7 separate regions of the Mus musculus genome follow, and regions 1, 2, 3, 4, 5 and 6 are each linked to region 7. Evidence: chromatin contacts called from public ChIA-PET, Micro-C and promoter capture Hi-C data. All regions are on one chromosome and are shown on one strand. The core of a region is the stretch at or near the end of the contact, and the rest is flanking DNA. Distances in the headings are between cores, read along the strand shown. Region 1 overlaps Hnf1aos1 (a long non-coding RNA gene). Region 2 holds the start of Sppl3 (signal peptide peptidase 3). Region 3 holds the start of Oasl1 (2'-5' oligoadenylate synthetase-like 1). Region 4 holds the start of Oasl2 (2'-5' oligoadenylate synthetase-like 2). Region 5 holds the start of 2610524H06Rik (RIKEN cDNA 2610524H06 gene). Region 6 holds the start of Bicdl1 (BICD family like cargo adaptor 1). Region 7 holds the start of Dynll1 (dynein light chain LC8-type 1).

The links. Promoter capture Hi-C pulls out the DNA fragments that hold promoters and counts their contacts. A called contact is a pair of places that touch in the nucleus more often than the background predicts. ChIA-PET counts read pairs in DNA pulled down with a chosen protein or histone mark. Capture Hi-C pulls out chosen DNA fragments and counts their contacts.
Region 1: a promoter capture Hi-C map of cranial neural crest shows a contact between it and region 7. The contact joins the enhancer-like site here to the promoter of Dynll1 in region 7. A contact is called at or near these places in 8 of 39 promoter capture datasets (the C10 cell line, cranial neural crest, embryonic stem cells and 5 more), 1 of 484 Hi-C or Micro-C datasets (the G1E-ER4 cell line), 3 of 115 datasets of contacts at active chromatin or transcription factors (the 230-238 cell line, embryonic forebrain and large pre-B cells) and 3 of 9 other capture datasets (adipose tissue, embryonic stem cells and pancreatic islet).
Region 2: a contact with region 7 is called in an RNA polymerase II ChIA-PET map of memory CD8 T cells, with 50 read pairs. The contact joins the promoter of Sppl3 here to the promoter of Dynll1 in region 7. A contact is called at or near these places in 4 of 39 promoter capture datasets (the C10 cell line, cranial neural crest and pre-B cells), 3 of 484 Hi-C or Micro-C datasets (the G1E-ER4 cell line, embryonic stem cells and forebrain), 5 of 115 datasets of contacts at active chromatin or transcription factors (astrocytes, bone marrow-derived macrophages, large pre-B cells and 2 more) and 3 of 9 other capture datasets (adipose tissue, liver and pancreatic islet).
Region 3: a contact with region 7 is called in a promoter capture Hi-C map of adipose tissue. The contact joins the promoter of Oasl1 here to the promoter of Dynll1 in region 7. A contact is called at or near these places in 4 of 39 promoter capture datasets (the HPC-7 cell line, cranial neural crest, liver and 1 more), 1 of 115 datasets of contacts at active chromatin or transcription factors (memory CD8 T cells) and 2 of 9 other capture datasets (adipose tissue and liver).
Region 4: a contact with region 7 is called in a promoter capture Hi-C map of pancreatic islet. The contact joins the promoter of Oasl2 here to the promoter of Dynll1 in region 7. A contact is called at or near these places in 2 of 39 promoter capture datasets (cranial neural crest and liver), 1 of 115 datasets of contacts at active chromatin or transcription factors (memory CD8 T cells) and 3 of 9 other capture datasets (adipose tissue, liver and pancreatic islet).
Region 5: a Micro-C map of embryonic stem cells shows a contact between it and region 7, with 11 times the contacts expected there. The contact joins the promoter of 2610524H06Rik here to the promoter of Dynll1 in region 7. A contact is called at or near these places in 1 of 484 Hi-C or Micro-C datasets (embryonic stem cells) and 2 of 115 datasets of contacts at active chromatin or transcription factors (memory CD8 T cells and thymic regulatory T cells).
Region 6: an RNA polymerase II ChIA-PET map of memory CD8 T cells shows a contact between it and region 7, with 6 read pairs. The contact joins the promoter of Bicdl1 here to the promoter of Dynll1 in region 7.

The regions. Positions count from the first base shown.
Region 1 is chr5:114,991,887-114,994,836 of GRCm38.p6, forward strand. The region is part of intron 5 of Hnf1aos1 (a long non-coding RNA gene); the gene reads left to right. Among named protein-coding and RNA genes, the nearest start is that of Sppl3, 18 kb to the right of the region's middle. Within about 2 kb of position 1,690, at least 6 of the 459 cell types and tissues checked have an H3K27ac peak or open chromatin away from gene starts, as enhancers often do.
Region 2 is chr5:115,010,073-115,012,875 of GRCm38.p6, forward strand. Sppl3 (signal peptide peptidase 3) reads left to right here and starts at 1,452. Exons shown (of 11, transcript NM_029012.2): 1 at 1,452-1,543. The coding sequence starts at 1,521.
Region 3 is chr5:114,921,731-114,924,514 of GRCm38.p6, forward strand. Oasl1 (2'-5' oligoadenylate synthetase-like 1) reads left to right here and starts at 1,510. Exons shown (of 6, transcript NM_001359945.1): 1 at 1,510-1,879. The coding sequence starts at 1,682. It overlaps Gm13822 (predicted gene 13822), which reads right to left and starts at 531. Exons shown (of 2, transcript NR_166682.1): 1 at 321-531.
Region 4 is chr5:114,895,494-114,898,193 of GRCm38.p6, forward strand. Oasl2 (2'-5' oligoadenylate synthetase-like 2) reads left to right here and starts at 1,441. Exons shown (of 6, transcript NM_011854.2): 1 at 1,441-2,369. The coding sequence starts at 2,172.
Region 5 is chr5:114,822,056-114,824,755 of GRCm38.p6, forward strand. It overlaps 2610524H06Rik (RIKEN cDNA 2610524H06 gene), which reads right to left and starts at 1,413. Exons shown (of 2, transcript NM_181075.3): 1 at 1,258-1,413; 2 at 1-670. The coding sequence starts at 1,390. The coding sequence ends at 384. It overlaps Gm46920 (a long non-coding RNA gene), which reads left to right and starts at 1,675. Exons shown (of 2, transcript XR_003955777.1): 1 at 1,675-1,734.
Region 6 is chr5:115,730,351-115,733,050 of GRCm38.p6, forward strand. Bicdl1 (BICD family like cargo adaptor 1) reads right to left here and starts at 1,271. Exons shown (of 9, transcript NM_001080808.2): 1 at 772-1,271. The coding sequence starts at 1,209.
Region 7 is chr5:115,299,436-115,302,295 of GRCm38.p6, forward strand. It overlaps Dynll1 (dynein light chain LC8-type 1), which reads right to left and starts at 1,555. Exons shown (of 3, transcript NM_019682.4): 1 at 1,397-1,555; 2 at 1,078-1,215. The coding sequence starts at 1,209. Gm13830 (predicted gene 13830) reads left to right here and starts at 1,685. Exons shown (of 2, transcript NR_131932.1): 1 at 1,685-1,798.

The DNA of each region.
Region 1 (2,950 bases), core at 440-2,939, 310 kb before region 7:
AGATCCCAAGAGGAGGGTGCCATTGTAAAAGCTTACTGCTGGGGAGGAGAGAGCCATAAAGAGGCAGTGGTTGAATGTCAGCATGGAGGCGCAGTAGAGAGAGGAGGATGTGGGCAGAAGAGTCTGGTGTCTAAATCTAGGTGGAGGGGAGTCCGGCAAGGGAACTCCAAGCCAGCACCTTGGCTCTTGGCTGTAATCCCACCAGTTCTGAGCAGAAGCGGGAGGATCTCAAGTTCAAACTCAGCCTGGACTACAAAGAGAAGCCATCTAAAACTAGAGTACCATAGAGCTGGGAAACTAGGCCAGTGGTAGAGCACAAACTCCGTATAATCGAGGCCACGATTTCTTCTCCAGCATTGTTAAACATAAATTAAAAAACGGCATAAAGAAGGTAAACAGGGCAGGCAAGATGGCTCAGCAGAAAGGTGCTTGCCATCAAACCAGACGACCTGAGCTGGACCAACATGGTGGAAGGAGAAAACCAAATCTGGAAAGATGTCCTCTGACCTCCACACATCCACTGTGGCATGCATGCATACACATAGATAAAGAAACAAACAAACAAAGTGTCCTCTGACCTCTACACAGCCCCTGTGGCACACATACGTGCACATATACATAAACAAACAAACAAAACCAAACAAACAAATAGACAAATATCTTTTAATTAAAAAGAATGTATACAGTAGGCCAGGCGTGGTGGTGCACCCCTTTAATCCCAGCACTCGGGAGGCAGAGGCAGGCGGATTTCTGAGTTTGAGGCCAGCTTGGTCTACAAAATGAGTTCCAGGACAGCCAGGGCTATACAGAGAAACCCTGTCTCGGAAAAACAAAAAAAAAAAGAAAGTAGTCCTTATTAATGTTGAATGAGCAGGTAGCCATCTCTATTATCAGGGTTGTTTCCATCTTTCTCCCACTAACTTCCTTCAGTGAATGTCCTTCCAAGCTAAATTTTAGACATAACCCTTCATTGTTTTTTTAAGATAAGTTCCTAGAGCTGTACAGTTTCTGGGTCACAGTGTCTGCCTTCTTTGTTTTTGTTTTTGTTTTTTCGAGACAGGGTTTCTCTGTATAGTCCTGGCTGTCCTGGAATTCACTCTGTAGACCAGGCTGGCCTCGAACTCAGAAATTCTCGCCTACCTCTGCCTCCCAAGTGCTGGGATTAAAGGTGTGCGCCACCACACCCGGCATCTGCCTGCTTTTTTAGCGTCCATAAATACATAGTCTGACAGGTCCCATGCTCTTCGCGGTGCCCTATCCTGGTTCCCAAGCAGGTTGCTGATGGATGGATGGGGTTTCTCCTATTTCTCTGACCTCAGAGGAGCAGGTACCAGTGCAGCTGGTTGAATGCCAGAATTGAGCGGGAAGAAGCCTTCTGGATAAGTCAGGCCTGTGGCGATTCTTGTCCAGTCACATTCATTTTGTTAAATACATCTTGTGGCAGTGGTCTGAAAATATGGTTCAGCTTTAAGAGTATTTTCCTAGTGTGCCTGAATGACATAAACCTGGTGTCCTAGCATGTTTCTGTGCTCCCAGTTTGGGGAGGTAGAGTCAGGAGGGCCAGTAGTTCAAGACCTTCCTTAGCTGTAAGTTTGAGGTCAAAGGCATGATGAGCCTAGGATTTGGATCTGGGACCTGCCCTGGGCCCAACAGACCGGAGCTGGAGAACTGATTCATGGGAAGTGATTTCAGGCTGATTGCAGAAGACCAGTAACCAGTGTGCTAGCTAAGTTGTTCCAGCTGGTGTGCAAGCCTTAATCAATTTGCTGGTTGATTAACTCGGGCGTGTCCAGCTAAGTTGTTTTCTGTGCCTCCTTCCTGCTGGTCTACAGATGCCGTCACACTATTGTGGCCGAAGGGCCAAAGAGCTGGTTCTGGTTTGGGGAGCTGGTTCTGGTTTGGGGAGCTGGTTCTGGTTTGGGGAGCTGTCCCGGTAACAAATCCTTTCCACATTGTCTGGCTTGGCTCAGATATATGCTACTGAATCTAATTGAGCCAAGGAATTTTGCTCTTAATAGTTTCCTTACTCCTTCATCTGTTTATTAAGTCATCCGAAGCCCTATTCCCAGGCTGGCGAGATGGCTCTGTGGGTAAAGGTGCCAAGCCTGGTGACCTGAATCCTGTCGCTTGGACCAACATGGTGGAAGCAAGGTTGTCCCCTACCCATGCATACATACTGTGGCACATTCTTCTCATGTCCAATAAATAGGTAAAAGAAGTAAAAATTATTCCCTACATGTATTAAAGACAGTGTGTTCTTTGGCTAGATAATATGTGAACACAGTATGGTGTTCAGAAGATGTAAAGCCATAGAGAAAAATGCTCTCCCTTACATAGTCACCTTGGCTTCGGGTCCTTGATCCTCTATGGGTAAAGAAGCCAAGGGGTGAGACATTTTGTGGTTCCTGATAGAAACTGTGAGTTTGACCTTGTAATTTTTTTTTGTTTTGTTTTTTGTTTTTTCGAGACAGGGTTTCTCTGTATAGCCCTGGCTGTCACTTTGTAGACCAGGCTGGCCTCGAACTCAGAAATCCGCCTGCCTCTGCCTCCTGAATGCTGGGATTAAAGGCATGCGCCACCACGCATGGGTTTGTATGCTTGTAAATATTTTCGGGGTTGTTCGAATGATGGGGCTGTGTCCTTGCAAGTCAACACTAACTAGAAGATCCTGTAAGTCAGAAGTAAGTCCCAGGCATACAGAACAGCACAGCGTAGCCATCCCTGATTTAAACACACTCTGAATGGAGTGTTTACATTAACCTACAGTTGGGCAAAGCCATCGTCTATACAAAGCATGTCACAGAATGTCTTTGGTTACTTGTCTATTGCTGTGATGAAACCCCATGTCATTGTCTTCAGACACACCAGAAGAGGGCATCAGATCCCATTACAGATGGTTGTGAGCCACCATGTGATTGCTGGGAATCGAACTCAGGACCTCTGGAAGAGC
Region 2 (2,803 bases), core at 202-2,701, 290 kb before region 7:
ATCTATTGCTCAGTATACACCCCTCCCCCCAAGGCCCACCTACTACAGTTCTGGGAGTACAGTGTCTCGTGGTCTAGTTTTGTTGCTTTAAAAATCCTCCACGTGTCCCTTCAGCCTGATAACCAGTGAACTTTTTGCTGTTTCCATAGTCATTTTTCCAGAATGTCATGTGGTCAGAAACATACACTGTGTAGCTTAAATATGTTTCCTCATCTCTTGCTATATGCTTCTTCACGTTTCTCCCTGTCTTTCATTAACTCATTATAGAGTCTCTCTATGTATTCTTGGCTGGCCTGGAACTCACTATGTAGACCAGGCTGGCCGCAAACTCTTAGAGATCTGCCTGCCTTTGCTGGGATTAAAGGCACGCACCACTAGGCCTGGGTTTTTAAATTTTTTTTCCTAACACATGGTCACACACAACGCTCTAACAACTGAGTTATGCCCATTCACCCTATCAAAGTAGCCTGCACCCTTCCTTTAGTCTCTATTAATTGCTCTCCATTATTAATAGCCCCATGACTCTGAAATAATCTTCGTGCTTTAGCCAGCTCGAACCACCTATGTCTCTTCCCTGAGAATATGCATGTAAGGACAAGGGCCTAGGTGAAGGCGCTGACGCCTAGCTGGCACCCAACAAGGACCCCGCTGATCGCTTCTATGAAGACGAGCATGGTAGCATTTGACTTGGCACCAGGCGCCGCGAAGGGACGTTTGCAGAAACCAAGGAGGGGGACCGCGCAGCGCGGGAACCCGAATGCAGCGCTCTGTCCGCATTTTGACAGTTGACTGGCAGCTGAGGACCCAGGGACAGCCGACGGTGGATGATGGAAGGTTGACAGCTGAGTGGCAGTCAACCGCCGCGCACCGGGGAGGACCACTGCGCGCCCAAGGGGCCTAGCGCGCGGCGGCCGCTGCAGCTAACCGTAGCCCCGAGCCGACCTGGGCTGAGCGCTCCGCGCATGGGCAGCGCGCGCGAGGGGGCGGGGCGCCGGGGTCACGTGAGCGTGTTTTGGGCACGTGACCAGCGGCCCGGGCTCGCCCCCGCCCGCTCGCTCGCTCCCTCCTCCCTCGGCGGGCGGGTGTGCTTCGAGCGGCCTCGCCTCACCGCCTAGCGCCCCCCTCAGCCGTTGCTGCCGCCGCTGCCGCCGCCGCCGCCGGCCATGTCCCCCGGCCGCCGCCGCCGCCGCCCGAGCGCGGCGCTCCCGCGGCCCGGCGCGCACTGAGCGCGGGCCCGAGCCACCGTTTCGGGGCCCTTGTTCTCCGCGCCGCCGCCGCCGCCGCCATGTTGGGTTTGGAGCCGCAGCGGAGCCGCCGCCGCCGCCGCGGCTGACGAGGCCGAGCGCGGAGCCCGGGGCCCGCGCCCGCTCCGGGGCCCAGGGAGCGGGGCCCGTCGGAGTCTGTCGGAGCCCGACTGCCTGTCCTCCGTGCGAGCGAGTGAAGGAGCGAGCCGCCGGGGCCCCCGGCCGCGCCCTCTGCCGCCGGCCGAGCGAGCCGCGGAGCCCCCGAGAGGCAGCACCATGGCGGAACAGACCTATTCGTGGTGAGTGCGGGCTTTTGGGGACGAGGAGGCCGGGCCGGGCCGGGCCGCAGGTGCTCGCGGGGCTCGGGGTGCGGGCCGCTGGGCGTCCTCCGAGCCCGGGGGAGGGGCGGTCATTCGAGCCGCGCAGCGGAACCGACTGGCGCGGGTGCTGGCGGGCCAGGGGGGAAGCTGGAGAAGGGTGGGCAGAGAACGGGCCCGGGCGAAGGTGTACCCCACTCTCGGCGAGAACAGGTGGTAAGAGGCACAACTTGCAAGTAGTGAGGGCGGGAGCGACCGCTTCCGCGGTGGGCAGAGGCCCTGCGGCCCCGTGATCGAGCCCTGGCACAGCGGAGAGGGGGAGTCTTGTTCCAGGATGGCCACATTCTGTAAAGGAAGTCGTCGGTAGCAGCGGGGTCATGGGTAGTCTTTGTAAAGGGGTTGGTACTCTGCTCTGGGGATTCGAAGAGTGCTGGCCGGTGTTCTGGGGGTGGAGGGCTCGATCACGGGAATGTGTGTGTGTGTCCGTCCAGGTTGAGTCCCCCTGCCTGTGGGACTTTTTTTAGCAGCGTGTTTAGGGCTGAGGCACACACACTTGTGATTTACAGGGGGGAGGTGACAGATGCGTCCAAGTTTGGGGGGAAAGAGGTGAGAAGGGCAGAGGCGTGGAGTGTTTGCCGCGGAAGGAGGTTGGTTGTACCGGGGGCGAGTGGGAATGGTGTAGTTGAGCTGTGGCTTGAGGGTGAGAAAACAGGAGATGGGTGGGTTGGTGGTAGGTACCGGGCGGGCGGGGAACCTGGTCGCTGCAGCCTAAGAGATCGGAGATGGTTTCAAGCACTTGTGGCTTGGTACCAGAACTGTCGACTTTTCCGAAGAGTGGGGTTGAAGGTCCGCTTCGTTTTGTAATTGGAAAAGTGAGTTAGTTCTTCATTCCTGGACCCTAAACCTTTAAGTACCAGAATTGCCTTTTCCCTAACCTGTACAGATTGTGTGGCTACCTTCGGAAAAGTGAGTTAGTTCTTCATTCCTTGACCCTAAACCTTTAAGTACCAGAATTGCCTTTTCCCTAACCTGTACAGATTGTGTGGCTACCTTCCCAAAGCACGGGGCAAACTGTCAAGTGTTGGGAGCGTAAGTGAGCTGTAACTACCATAGGGAGACAGTAAAAGAGCCGGGTTATACACGAAAACAAGGGATGGTTATGCTAAGTCGGGAGCTCACTGTGTCCTGATGGAGGGTTAGTGATCGAACATGCTTTAGTAATGCAAACGGCAGCGATGTATG
Region 3 (2,784 bases), core at 260-2,759, 380 kb before region 7:
TCTCTCTTTCTATAGACAGGTCTCATTACGCAGCCTCAGCTGACCTGGAATTCACCGTATCAACCAGTCTGGTTTCACACTTACAGAGATCCACCTGCCTCTGCCTCCCTAGGGCTGGGATTAAAGGCCTGTGCCACCACAGCCCGCTCACTGCTGCATCCTGCATGGACCGCCACACGGTGTCAGACCCATCTCCCTGCCTGTAGCATTGCTGCCGTCTATCTTTAGTACAGAAGGTGGCAGAGCGATCATGCTAGGTTCTAAGTTCTCTGCACGCCACGCTTCTGATTCACCCTGGGAAGGAGGCTGAACGGGCTCACCTGACATGTGACTTAGTGAGCCACTTCCTCTTTGTCAAACAGCATTATCACTTGGCTTCCAGAACGTTCTCCTTTCCTTCACCCTCCTGCTCTTCCTCGTTCTGCTTTGCTGAACTCTTTCAGCAACCCCAGCTCTGAATCTTTAACTACCTCAGAGCCCGGCTCCACCCACTTCTCTACACAGCCCCTGCTAGGTCTCATGTCTGTAACGATCTCTGTTAGAGGCACCTTCATTTGGGTTGTTTTGGCTTTGAAAACGTTTTATTGAGACTGTGTGTGTGGTGTTTGCGTGCTTAAATGCAAACACATTCAAGATGTTTTGTTTCCTGTTTCTATGAGATAAGAGTTTCTCTGTGTAGTCCTGGCTGTCCTGGAACTCACTCTGTAGACCAGGCTGGCCACAATCCAGGTCCTACAGTGTGTATTTCTCATATTTCACGTTTTTCACTGTTTCTCGCCATATTCCAGGTCCTACCGTGTGTTTCTCTTTTTGCACGTTTTTCAGTGTTTCTCGCCATATTTCATGTCCTACCATATGAGTTTCTCTTTTCCTCGTTTCACACCATATTGCCACGCCTAATGACCCAAGTATGGGTCCTAAAATCCACGTGCGGTGGAAGCAGACAACAGGCCCCTGCAGGTTTTACTCTGACCCCCACATTTGTGCCATGACATGCGTCCCCCTCCTAAAAAAAAACCCAAAATACATAAATATAATTTTCTCATATAAATATATGTAAATATAAAGTAAATAAAATATAAATAAAAATTTAAATCTTTTAAATGAAATATACTAACTTTTATATAAATATAATAATAATTCTTTGAAATAAAATAAAGAAAAAGCATCTGACAACCTCAAAGTGTCCTTCTGATTCCAGATTCCTCATTCCTTACCACAGCCATGACTAGGCTCTTTCTCTTTCCAAACCTCAGTTTCCCTATGACGGGTCGGGGCAGTTGGCCTAAGTCATCCAGACAAGGTGTCTCTGGAAGGTCAGACTCAAGCCAATTTCAGTTTACAAACGTCACAAAAGAGAAACTACAAATGTTGAGAATCGAAACTTAACAGCACAAAAGTTGGCCCCATGCCAACCCTGTTAAGGCGGTCCAGACCGGCCAACCCCAGCCTCTGGTCCCTCGGCACACCTACCATGACAATAAATCTCCAAGGAGGGGACCCCCCCATAGAGCCATGCTCCCAAGCTTCTCTCTTCACCCCCCTTTCCGCCATTGGGTGCCAGAGGTCAGCTGGAAAGGAGCCGCCTTAAAAAAGGAGGAGGTGAGTACCGGCAGCTGGATGGGTGCTTGGCTATATAGCCCTGCGCCTGCCTGAGGTAGCTGACGGTCAGTTTGTAGCCATGGCAGTCGCCCAGGAGCTGTACGGCTTCCCGGCCTCCAAGCTGGACTCCTTTGTGGCTCAGTGGCTGCAGCCAACCAGAGAGTGGAAAGAAGAGGTCCTGGAGACCGTGCAGACAGTGGAGCAGTTCCTGAGGCAGGAGAATTTCCGTGAAGATCGTGGCCCGGCTCGGGATGTGCGCGTGCTCAAGGTACTCAAGGTAAGACTGGACTTCACCATTCCCAGCCAGGACAGGGCAAACCCCAGTGCCAGGGAGTCCCCTCGCCTCGTGATCCCTAGTTCACGCTTCTGACATCTCGAGACAGCCCCGCGAGCCTTGAGCAGAATGAACTACTAAAGAAGATAATAAAAGACCACCTCTGGAGAAAATGGTAGGGAAAGCCTGCATATTCTATCATTAAAACTTATACTCTGAGAGATAGATACCATTCTTGTCCCATTTTACAGATGAGCCTAACAAAGGCTCCACAATGTCAGAGCTACAGTGACCACATGCAATGCAAGGCCTCTAGTTGGATCCTGACATGTAATTTGTAAATAACAATTTTTGAGAGCCTGACTTGGGGGCCCATTCTTGCAACCCCAGCATGTGGGAGGTAGAGAAGCAAGAGGATGGTTGGTTCACAGCCTAGGTTACATATCACAGAACAACACACACACACACACACACATACACACACACACACACACACACACACCACAGACAGACAGAGACACAGAGAGAGTGTGAGTTTGGGGATGAGTGGTAAATGTTTAATATGACCTGCATTTTGGTAAGAAAACTGCCGTTTGTCAAGTTAAATCGCACCTACTGGGGTGGGGAACTCTCTTTAGGGGGACACATGCTATGCTGTATTGGGGCAAAGCTCCTTGCTGTCCGCTACTCACTTTAAAGTGATTGAGATGACACAAATGCGGGATCTGTGGATGTGGCTCAAGGCTAGAGTGAAAGCCTAGCATGTACAAAAGAAAGACAGTCACCGATGTGGCAAGTTTAGATGTGCTGGCTGCCTGGATGGTATCTTCTTCCTAATTTTTTCCACGTTTTAATATTTTGATAACTGAAAGACTCTTAAAATGGAGGCTGAGAGTAGCCATTGGGCT
Region 4 (2,700 bases), core at 191-2,690, 400 kb before region 7:
TCTGAATAACAGACAGCATCCCCTTCAAGCTGTGGTCCCGGTTCACCATCGACCCCCTCCTTGCCTGGGCTTCGTCTTATCCTGAAGGCACTCTGACAAGATGTTAGACTTGTGTGAAATCTGTTTTTAGGAGACAAGATTTCCCTCTGGCTGCCCCCCTTTCCTCTCCCAGCATGAGATTTTTGGGGAAATTACCATTTCTTTGGGACCCATCATTTCAATTATAGTAGTCTGATGGGTTAAGAGACACAAAGTATATGTTTAGACTATCTTCAGTTTCCACCAGACTACTTACAACGTCATCTGACACCTGAGGCATGGCACCCGGGACCCACAAGCACAGGACTCCTTCCTCAATGTTTCTGGGGCTCTGTTTCAACTCAGTGACCCCTTGTTGACATGGTCTCCTTGACCCCAATGGCCATCCACCTTTACACAGGTGGACAGGAGAGTTAACACGTTACTTGGTTATTTTGTAAGCAAGCTTACTAGTAAATCCTTACTAGCATCTGTGTCAAGCAAGCACCTCAAACCTCAATCCAAGCTTCCTTCTTCTGAGAAGAGAGAATCTCAACTGAGAAAATACTTCCATAAAACTGGCCTTTAGCCGGGCAGTGGTGGCGCACACCTTTGATCCCAGCACTTGGGAGGCAGAGGCAGGCAGATTTCTAAGTTCGAGGCCAGCCTGGTCTACAGAGTGAGTTCCAGGACAGCCAGGGCTACATAGAGAAACCCTGTCTCGGGAAAAACAAAACAAAACAAAACAAAACAAAAACTGGCCTTTAGGCAAGCCTGTGAGGCATTTGCTAAATTAGTGATTGATGGGGGAGGGTCCCGCCCCCTTCCCCCCCCCCCCCCCCCCCCGTCCATTCTGGGTCATGCCAACCCTGGGGGGGCAGTCCTGGGGTGTATGAAAAAGCAGACTGAGCAAGCCATAAGGAGCAAACCAATAAGCAGCACACACTCATCCACCGCCTCTGTTCTTGAGTTCCTGCCCTGACTTCCCTGCATGGTAGGCAATCTCGAAGATGCCACAAAAAAAACCTTTCCTCCGCTGGGCGGTGGTGGCACACGCCTTTGATCCCAGCACTTGAGAGGCAGAGGCAGGTGGATTTCTGAGTTCCAGGCCAGCCTGATCTAGAGAGTGAGTTCCAGGACAGCCAGGGTTACACAGAGAAACCCTGTCTCAAAAAACAAAAACAAAACCAAACCAAAACAAACAAACAAACAAAATTCTTCCCCAGGACATGGTATTTATAGCAGAGATAGGAACCCTAACCAAGACAGGATATATAGATGTGTTTCCTGGGTAGTGTGATATGAAAGTTACTATTTGTGGTGACTGTGGCAAAAGTTGCCTTTTAGGCATGAAAAAAAAAAAAAAGCTTAGTCAGGAACCTAATCCTACACCCAAGGCTGCACCTGATAACCAGAACACGTCACTCACTGAAGATAACTAGACAGAAAACATCGTGAGACTACCTCACGCTGTCCATTGACCAGGAGCAATCCTTTGTGCCTCACATCTTTGGGACTGCGGTAGGCATCAGAGAAATGTCACCTCGATGGGCCCTGCAGCTGGAGAGTCTGACCCTGGATATGGCCTTCAGCTAAGACACCTGCACAGATGATGAGCAGCCTCGGGGAGACTAGCTGAGGTCGGTAGTTAGGAATGTGGAGTGTGGATGTTGTGACCCTCAGCATAAGCAGGAATAACCTAGCCTAACCCTATCGCTCGAGACGCCACTAGTAACGGAGACACTATGCGTGATTAAGAATGAAATAAATGCATTTGCCACTGCCAGATCACCAGGCAGATGAGATTATGTGGCCAAATCGCTGCCACTGAAACTGCTGAATCTTACTCTGTTGTGGTAAACAACATCCTGTGCTCACAACAGAGCCGGTGGGGAGACTGCATCCTTAACTCCTGTTCCCTTCTGCCTTGAAGAAGGTAAACTGGATCTCCCTGCAGTTTCACTTTCAATTCTTGTCAAAGCTTGGTTTCTGTTTCCAGTTTCTCCAAGGAGGGAGGGGCAGAGCGCTTTTCTTCTTTCCATGCAACTCTCCATCCCATTGTCTCCTCCAGAGAACGCTGCAGGAAGCTTCTCCCATCAGAGCTGAGCAGAAGCTCAGAGGATTTATCTAGAGGACAGGCTGGCCCAGCTGAAATGGACCCGTTCCCCGACCTGTATGCGACCCCTGGGGACAGTCTAGACCACTTCCTGGAACACAGCCTTCAGCCCCAGAGGGACTGGAAAGAGGAAGGGCAGGATGCCTGGGAGAGAATCGAGAGGTTCTTTCGGGAACAGTGCTTCCGTGATGAGCTGCTCCTGGACCAAGAAGTCAGGGTGATTAAGGTGGTGAAGGTAAGCACACAGGGTTCTGAGTTTAAAGCTCACCTCTGCCCTGTGGGGCTTGTGAACTTGAGAGGTGGGCCATTTCACCCCCTCTGAGTCTGTGTCCTCTTCTTAAGATGGGTTTAGTAGAAGCAGTAAATGGGATAAAGCATAGAAAATTTCTGTGCATTTAAAATTAGCCTTGCAATGCTGAAGGACAGAGGTGGTAATGATAATTTGGGATTCTGGTTCCTGAATGGACCATAGTCACCGGTTTCCATAAAATGTGTGCCTTTGCTTCCTGTCTAAGAAATAATACTTGGCCAGGCGTGTGTGGTCCTGCATGCTTTTAATCCCATCA
Region 5 (2,700 bases), core at 163-2,662, 480 kb before region 7:
AAACCACAACTCAAGGAGGTGGGAAGGGGGTTGTTGGAAAATACCAAAAATACCAGTTAAGAGTCACAAGGAAGTGCAAAGTCACAAGAGTCAAGAGGAATACCTGGTAATTGTGAGGGTTATTTCTCAAGACAGTTTCTAAGAGCCCCTAACAATAGCACCTTTGAATAGCGGGTTCCAGCAATGGTCAGGGTGGGTCAGGGTGACTTTCTTTGAATGAACACTCTTTGAACCCAGAAAGCAGGTGGGTGGAGGAATGTCGTTATCTGTTTTATTATCACAAAGGCCACATTCCCAAACCTGGGCCTAAAGGCCTAGAATTTTGTTTTTAAGTTTTACTCTTTCAAGATGCCGACTAATTCTTGAGCATAGATAACCAAACTTCAGGGAAGTGCTTGAGTTATAATCACCTTGTCACGTTTTTGTTGGGTTCTGAATTTGTAAACCAACTGAAGCACGAATACCAGTCCACAGCATATAGCAGCACCAAACAAAATCACTCCCACCCATTCCTTAAAGTAAGAAAATGCAGAGGTAAGCCAAGAGGTAAAGCCTCCAAGGGTCACTGGTTCCACTCTGGTTCGATTAAGCTTCTGGATCTGTATTTGCAGCTCCTTGTGCAACCTGTCCAGCTCCTGCGACCAGTTCCCCTTCAGATAATTCGATAAATCTGTAGTTTTAATAAAAGAATCATTAACATACCCAATGGGAGTAATGCACATATGCAGGGTTGATGCCACACAACTCATTTGTAGGACATCCATCATCTGTTCCATGTTATGTTGTAAAACATCCACTCTTTGATTCACTAACAATAACCCTGAGGCGATATGAGAATCACCACTTGTAGAGGCCCAACTCGCCAGCAAGAAGGATTCTTCTGCGCATGTTTATTGGGAGCTTGATAGTGAAAGCGAAAGACCCTGAGGCCAAAAACCAGTGCTGCTTATATAGGCCTAGGATAGGCGTGTCTACACCCCATTGGTTATGCTTTCAGTACCTCATTTACATGCCTTGGGCCAGGCAGTGACTCTGCCAAAAAAAAAAAAAATAAATAAACCCTACTGTACATGGGCACATTGATTGTTTACCCATATATATATAGGTGTCAGCTTATTGAAATCAGCACCATCTTGTAATGGCGTTTATTGGCTTCCCACAACCAGAGGCCCGGGCCTGGGCCCGCCCCCGCCCTGTACAAGCTCCCCACGCCCGGATCCCGCTGCAAACGCGCACCCTCCGCACCGCCCCGCTTACCCAGGCTCTGCCTCCGCAGCACCTCGTAGGACCGGCTCTGCTCCGGCGGCAACCCGGGGCTCGGGGCCTCGGCTCGCCCCAGCAGGAGGCTGCAGAGCACGGGCAACAGCCGCATCCATCCTAAGCGCAGCATCACTGAAACCCGCGCTGCAAGGAGCGAGGGGACGCCCCTTCCGCCGTAAGCCCCGCCCCTAGACGTTGCCGTTCCCCCCCCCCCAGGTCCGCCCACTCCGCTCGCGCAGTTGCCACGGAAACAGGACCGGTAAGGGGGCGAGGGGAGGAGCCATCCTGACCAACTTTGGGGGTGGGATGGTGAATTATGGTTGCGCGCGGAGGGTTCCAAAACTGTGGCAAGCGCTCGCGTCGGGCTTCCCCGTGGAAGGCTTTGCTTTACACATTCATACATTCATACATTTTCGTATTAAATAGTCAATGCAGTCCGAAGAAAGAGACACCGTAATCTCATTTTTGAAAACTGTAAGTTATTTTAAACAATATTTTCTTAAATGCTTTATTTATTATTATATATAAGCACACTGTAGCCATCTTCAGACACACCAGAAGACGGCGTCAGAAATCACTACAGATGGTTGTGAGCCACCATGTGGTTGCTGGGATTTGAACTCAGGTCCTTCAAAGAGCAGTCAGTGCTCTTACCTGCTGAGCCATCTCTCCAGCCTGAAAAGCTGAGCCATCTCTCCAGCCTGAAAAGTGTAAGTTTTATGTATGTATTTTGCTTCCTTTCAAGACAGGGTTTCTCTGTGTAGCCCTGCCTGTTGGAACTCACTCTGTAGACCGGGCTGACCCAGAACTCAGAAATCCTGCCTGCCTCTGCCTCTCAAGTGCTGGGATTAAAGACTTATATCACCACCACTACTGCCACCACTACAGAGTTTACTTTCCTTCTTCCATATGTGGGCATTTTTCAAGCATATTTGTCTGTGTATCACATACCTGGCAGTGCTCATAGAGGCCAGAAGAGGGCGTGGGGTCGTCGGGAATTGGATTTACAGATGGTTGTTAGCCGCTGTGTGGGTTCTGAGATCTGAATATGGGTCCTCTGGAAGAGCAGTAACTGCCGAGCCGCCTATCCAGCACCTGTAGAGTGTGTGCATGTGCGTGTGTGTGAGACAGAGAGACAGAGACAGAAAAAGTCGGAGAATGATGCTATATGGGTGCAGTGCCTGTGGAGGTCACTAGAGGGTGCTGTGTATCCCTCAGCAGCTGGTGTTATAAGTGGTTGTGATGTATCTTTTGAAATCTCTCGGTCTGGACCACAAACTCATTGTTTCTTATCCTAAGAATTTTAAAGTATATTGACAATACCTCGTGGGATACCACACTAGTCTGTTTGAAATTCAAACCTATGATGGTGGCGGATGCGGGCTATGTTCCTTTCCTTTGGGTTACAGTTGGTGACCAGATGGAAAGCACGCCTGTCTT
Region 6 (2,700 bases), core at 21-2,520, 430 kb after region 7:
TGTAGGCCGGAGGACACGTTGCTAGTGACATCCCACATGGGTTCTGAGGAACCAATTGGGGCAAGTGACCTTACCCACTGAACCATTTTGCCAGGAAACGACCCTCCCACAGGGGTGGGTGAGGGGAAATGTTTTTAGTAGTGGTTAAAAGTAACATACATGCTAAGACCCAGGACACAGGAAAGTACTACTGAGACACACATAGCTACTGAAGCCCAAACTAATCACATGATGAGCCCTGCCTTCTCTGATTTCTGCAATGGAACCACATCCCCTAATCCCTAAGCATTTGAAAGCTATATAAAGCTCCTTTCGAGGCACTTGTTCCCCACAACTCTCTGCCAGAAAGTTAAGACAAGGGCATCCAGAGGCCTTAATGCCCGGACTGGAAAGCTCTGGGCTAACACCCTGATTAGAGATTAACTGCTTCTCCGAACACCTGAAGCATATTTTAAATGCTTCTCGATGTTCTCATTTCTGTGTGCAGATATCGCCTTGGTGCTGTATAAATTAGTCATACTGTAAGCTCTATTTTAGACTCTGTGTACAATACATATATAGAACGGCCCACAACGGTGAGAGACGTGCACGGACTCACATCCGAGCTGGGTGGGAAAGGCAGGTGGGCTCAACGAACGCGCTGATGCTGGTGAAAACTATCCCTCCTGCCTCCCCGTTCTCGATGATCTTCTTCGAGGTAGACTAGGCACGGAAACGGGGAGGACAGGCAGGCACCCCAGCTCCCCACCCATGCCGCCGGAAGGTCCTCACCTCTAGCTTGTCCGTCAGCTCCTTGTGCATCTGCTCGTACTGCCGGCTCATGTCCTGGTTCCTCTCGAGCAGCGCCTTGCCTAGTCGGGCCGCCAACACCAGATCCTTCTCCTTCTGGCGGATCACCGACAGCAGCTCGGGATCCTGGGTAGGCGGCGGCGGCAGCGGCGGCCCGTGCCCCTCAACCGGAGACTCCGGCTCCGCCTGAGGATGCTCGCCGGGCTCGGACGACCGCTCCCCGGCCGCCAGCAACGCCAGCTCCTCCTCTAAGGCCAGTTCCAGTTCCCCGGGACCTCCGGGGAAGGAGACGAGGGCGGCAGCAGTGGCGGGACTCCGGACTGCGTCCCCGGCCCCAGCGGGCAGCTCCATGCAGCAGGCGCTGTCCGGCTCGGCGGGTGCTGAAGCTCGGCCGGCCAAGCCCAGGCAGAAGGCGGACATGGCCCGCGCGCGCCGAGCCCGCAGCGGTGCGGCCCGGCCGGCGCGCGCCAGGCTGCAAGGCGGGGGGTGGGGATGGGGATGGCGGGGGAGGGGCCCCGCCGCGCCGCCCCGCGCTTCGCCTCGCCTTGCGCCGCGGCACGCGCCCCCCGGGTCCCCGCGAGCCCTGGGCGCGGCGCGCGCGGGCGGGCAGGCGGGCGGCCCCTCCCCCGCGCCGGCGACACGCGCCCCCGCCCCCGGGGGGCTCAGCTGCTGGCGCGCGCCCGGGACGCGGACGACGGGGGTGGGCAAGAGCGGCAGAAGGGGAGATTGAAGAGGGGTGGCGGGGTGCGGAGCGGGAGGAGAAGCCGCGCTAAGGATCGCCGCCGCGGCCGGGGTTCAGCCGCCCTGTTGCTGCCGCTGCTGCTTCTGCTGCCGCCGTCGCCGCCGCCGCCGGCCGGCCGGCGCCTCACGGGGAGGGCTGCGCTCCGCTGTCGCTGCGTCGCTCGTTGCTGCTGCTGCCGTCGGCCGCTCCTTGCAGCCGCGCTCCATGTCCCCCGGCTCGGCGGCAGCAGCGGCGGCGACGGCGGCTGCTGCTGCTGCAGGGGCCGAGGCGGCGGCTCGACATCGTTGGCCGCACAGCCCCGGAGCAGTCCTTCCTTCTTGCCTGCCCGGCCCCGCAGCTCACCCGGCCGAGGAACCCGCCCGGCTCGCCCGCCGGGCTCGCTCCTCCGCCCGCCCGCCCCGCGCTTCCGGCCGCGCCCCTCTTCCCCGCCCCGGGGGCCGGCGCCTGACGCGCGCGGGCACCTGTTCGCCGCCGCGCCCGCGCGGGATTCGCCGACGCTCCGCTCGCCTCGGCCGCGCCCAGGTGGCGCCCGCCTAACCCGGACGTGGCCTCACGCGACGCGGGGACGGATGCGCGCGCCGCCCGTGGGGAAGCTCAGCGCGTCCTGAAAGGCCGGAGCCTCTCCCTCCCGTGTGTGTGTGTGGGGGGGGGGGGTGGGGACGGCCACGCCCCCGGCCTGGAGCCACGCCCTCAGCCTCGTTCCCAGCTCTAGGTGTGGCCACGCCCCCTGCGCGCTCACCTAAGGGTGCGGCTCTACGTCCACCACTTCTCCGACTCCTCCTCAGCTTGGCGCTCGGCCACGCCCCCTGCCTCGTTTTCGCCGGGGCCACGCCCCCCGCGCTCGCACCTCTGGGTGTGGCCTCCTCCTCCTCCAGACTCCCACGCTCTCACCCCTGATGGCGCTCTGCAGCGGCACGCGTCCTCTTCCTCGCCTCCGCGGCCCCAGCCCGCAGCCTCTCTTCGGTTTGGGGAGCTGGCGGGAGCCCCATTTGGATTGGGTCTTGTGGTGGGGTATCCTAGCTGGTCTGTGGTCCGAGGGGGCTGCGGACAATTATGTGAGTCAGGGAGCCAGGCGGAGAGCCATTTGCAGTGCGGGATTTCTATCTGAACCCCTGCAAGAGCTAAGCAGTCGGGAGAGGGAGCCCTCGAGAAAAGGAGGCGGAGGAATG
Region 7 (2,860 bases), core at 305-2,804:
CTCAATTACCACATAAATCAAGCCAGGCTGAAAAATGCAACAGAACCTGACAGTTAAATGCCAGGACTTTATCTTTTAAAATCGCTCTCCTCCACATCTACCCAGTCTTAAAAATTAGCAAGTTAGAGAGCATCTGCTACCTGATTCTCCCATCCCATGGACATTAAAACTAGCAATGTGTTCATTTCTTCACTAGTTGGATAGAACCAGGGCCAGAGATGATGTAAAATTCTTTAGGGCTCCTACTATCTTATCGGGCAATCGGTATGAAAACCTCATTTATTAAGCAGAATGTCTCTCTTACAATCCAGACGCACATACTGCTGCATTTGTCAAAAAAAGATATTCAAGCCGGGCGTGGTCTCGCACGCCTTTAGTCCCAGCACTTGGGAGGCAGAGGCAGGCGGATTTCTGAGTTCGAGGCCAGCCTGGTCTACAAAGTGAGTTCCAGGACAGCCAGGGCTACACAGAGAAACCAAAAAAAAAAAAAAAGTATTCATTTTTGTTCCATGTGAGTCTTTCATCCTCCCGTTCTCCACTGGAACCCTCCCACGGCTTCGGCTTCCAGTTTCCTTCCAGCAAACATAGCTTGAGAAGTTGGCAGTCTTGCGCCAGCTTTCTACAAAACTGCCATTTACCAAGCCTCCACCCAAGCCCCCCAAACCACCACTGCCACCCACTTTCCCTGAACTGTCGACTAACTCCCGACTAGAAGGCTGGCAAGATCTCCTCCTAGCCCGGCTGGAAACACCCACGCAGGCAGGCGCAACCCCCCCCCCTCCCGGAACACCCAGATGGATCCTCGGCGCAGGAATTCTACAGCAGGGGGAACTGCTCGCAACTCCCTGATCTTGGAAACCGTTGCTAGGTGGCGCTTTCCCCCAAGGAGCTGGGGGTTTAAAAAAAAAAAAAAAACTTCTGGCGTTGAGGGTCTGGTCTTCCCCAGAGGAACGCGAAACCCTTGCGTCCTTTCTAGAACTATCCATCCCGAGCCGCCCTGAGTGCTACAGGGAAACTGCCAGGCGCCCAGAGGACGCAGAATCGGGGAGTAGGAACTACGCGGCGCCGGGTCCTCACCTTCTTGATATGGGCCGCAATATCCTTCTCGATGTTGTACTTCTCCAACGCCTGGGTAGCGCACTCCACCGAGTCCTGTTGCATCTCTTCCGACATGTCTGCATTTTTGATCACCGCCTTCCGGTCGCACATGGTTACCTGTGTGGTGACGAAGCGCAGGGAAGAGGGAGAGGGGTCGGGTGCGGGCCGCGCTCGCTGCCCTCCCGACCGGCGCCCCCCTTGAGGACGACGCCCCCACCCGCTTCCGAGGGGCAGCTCCCGAGGTCCGCACCGCAGGCCCGAGGTAGGGGGGACGGGGAGGACCCGAGCCCGGTCTCACCGTGGAGCAGAGGCCAGCCGGCTGCTGCGAGCTCCTAGGGAAGGTGCGGGCGCCGCTCAAGCAGCAGAAGACAGCCGGTCGCTACCGAAGCCGTGGCGCATCTAAGCTGCCCCACGCCAGCCGCCGCCGCCTAATCCCTAGGCCCCGCCCTGCGCCCGCGGCCCCGCCCCCGGCCCGCGTCGCTATTGGCCATCCGCTACCGCCAGCCTCTCCCGATTGGCTAGCGGATTCAATGGTTCCCTCAGGATCTTTCCCCCGCGTTTTGTTGCAGACCACAATGCACCGCGCACAGCGTCGGTTGCCCGGGCGATGCGCGGCACGCGTGCGGAGGCCCACACACCCTGAAGGCGGAGCCCCGGGTCGAGTGGCTGGCTCCCGGACCACCCAGCAGTCTGGAAGGAGGTGAGGGCGGGCATTTTCCTCTCGGGGGCCCCACTGAGGTTAGCGCAGGGTGTGTTCTGGAATCGCAGGTTCTAGAAGGCTGGGAGCTGCCGCCCCAGGTGCCGCCCATTTCCACCATCTCCCCCCACCCACCCGGGGTCCGCACGATTTATGGCCTTTGACAGGTGGCCTCGAGCTTAGCAAGGGTGAGCCATCGATGCAGTTGCACTCAGGGTCTCGTAGGGCTTGGTTCGAAGCTCTGCTGTCACATTCCTGAAGTTTGTAAGTAAGTGCGTGTGTCTGAGGAGGCCCTGGGCTTGAGAGGCAAGTTCTACGTTCTGCCACTGAACCCTGTTTTCTTTCTTTTTCGTTTTTTCTGCCCGTGTCCTCCCCACCCTACCTTAGCATCGTCTCCCTAAGTAGCCCCAGGATGATCTAAAGTTCGCATTTCTTCTTGGCGCCTCCCCCATGCGCCATCACACCGGGTTAAATTCCGAATTTTATAACATGACACTACATGCTTATTTCGTACTGTAGCCCCTGTGTAGCTGGTACTGCCCTAGGAGACCGTATACATACTGATAGCCTAATGATTGAAGGAGAAATTCGGGAAAGGGATCGCGTATCCAGGAGGTAGAGCCTGTCTGCCAGGCAGTGGGGACCTCAAGATCTGGAATGTGGGTGGATGCCCAGTGTGTACAGGTGAGGCTGCTTCCTCGGATAGAATGTCCATTTGGGCAAAGTTTCTTGGCTGAGGATTTATTTATACAAAGGAAGACGTATCTTAAGAAAGTGATCCTAAGATGTGTCTCCTCTGGCATTTATGACTAATCGTACCCACATAATAAATAAATAAATAAAAATAACAAAATACTGGGCTACCCCTCAGTCAGTAGAGCATTTGCTTGGTATGAGTGAGGCCAGAGGCTGCATATTTGATCCCCAGGAGGCTCCAGGAGGGAGTCAGAACACTGGAAGACAGGAACAGAAGGATCAGAAATTCAAGTCCAGCTTTGGATAGATGGCGCCAAGGCTAGCCTGGGCTACATGAGATCCTGTGTAAACTGCCCTCCCCCCCAAAAA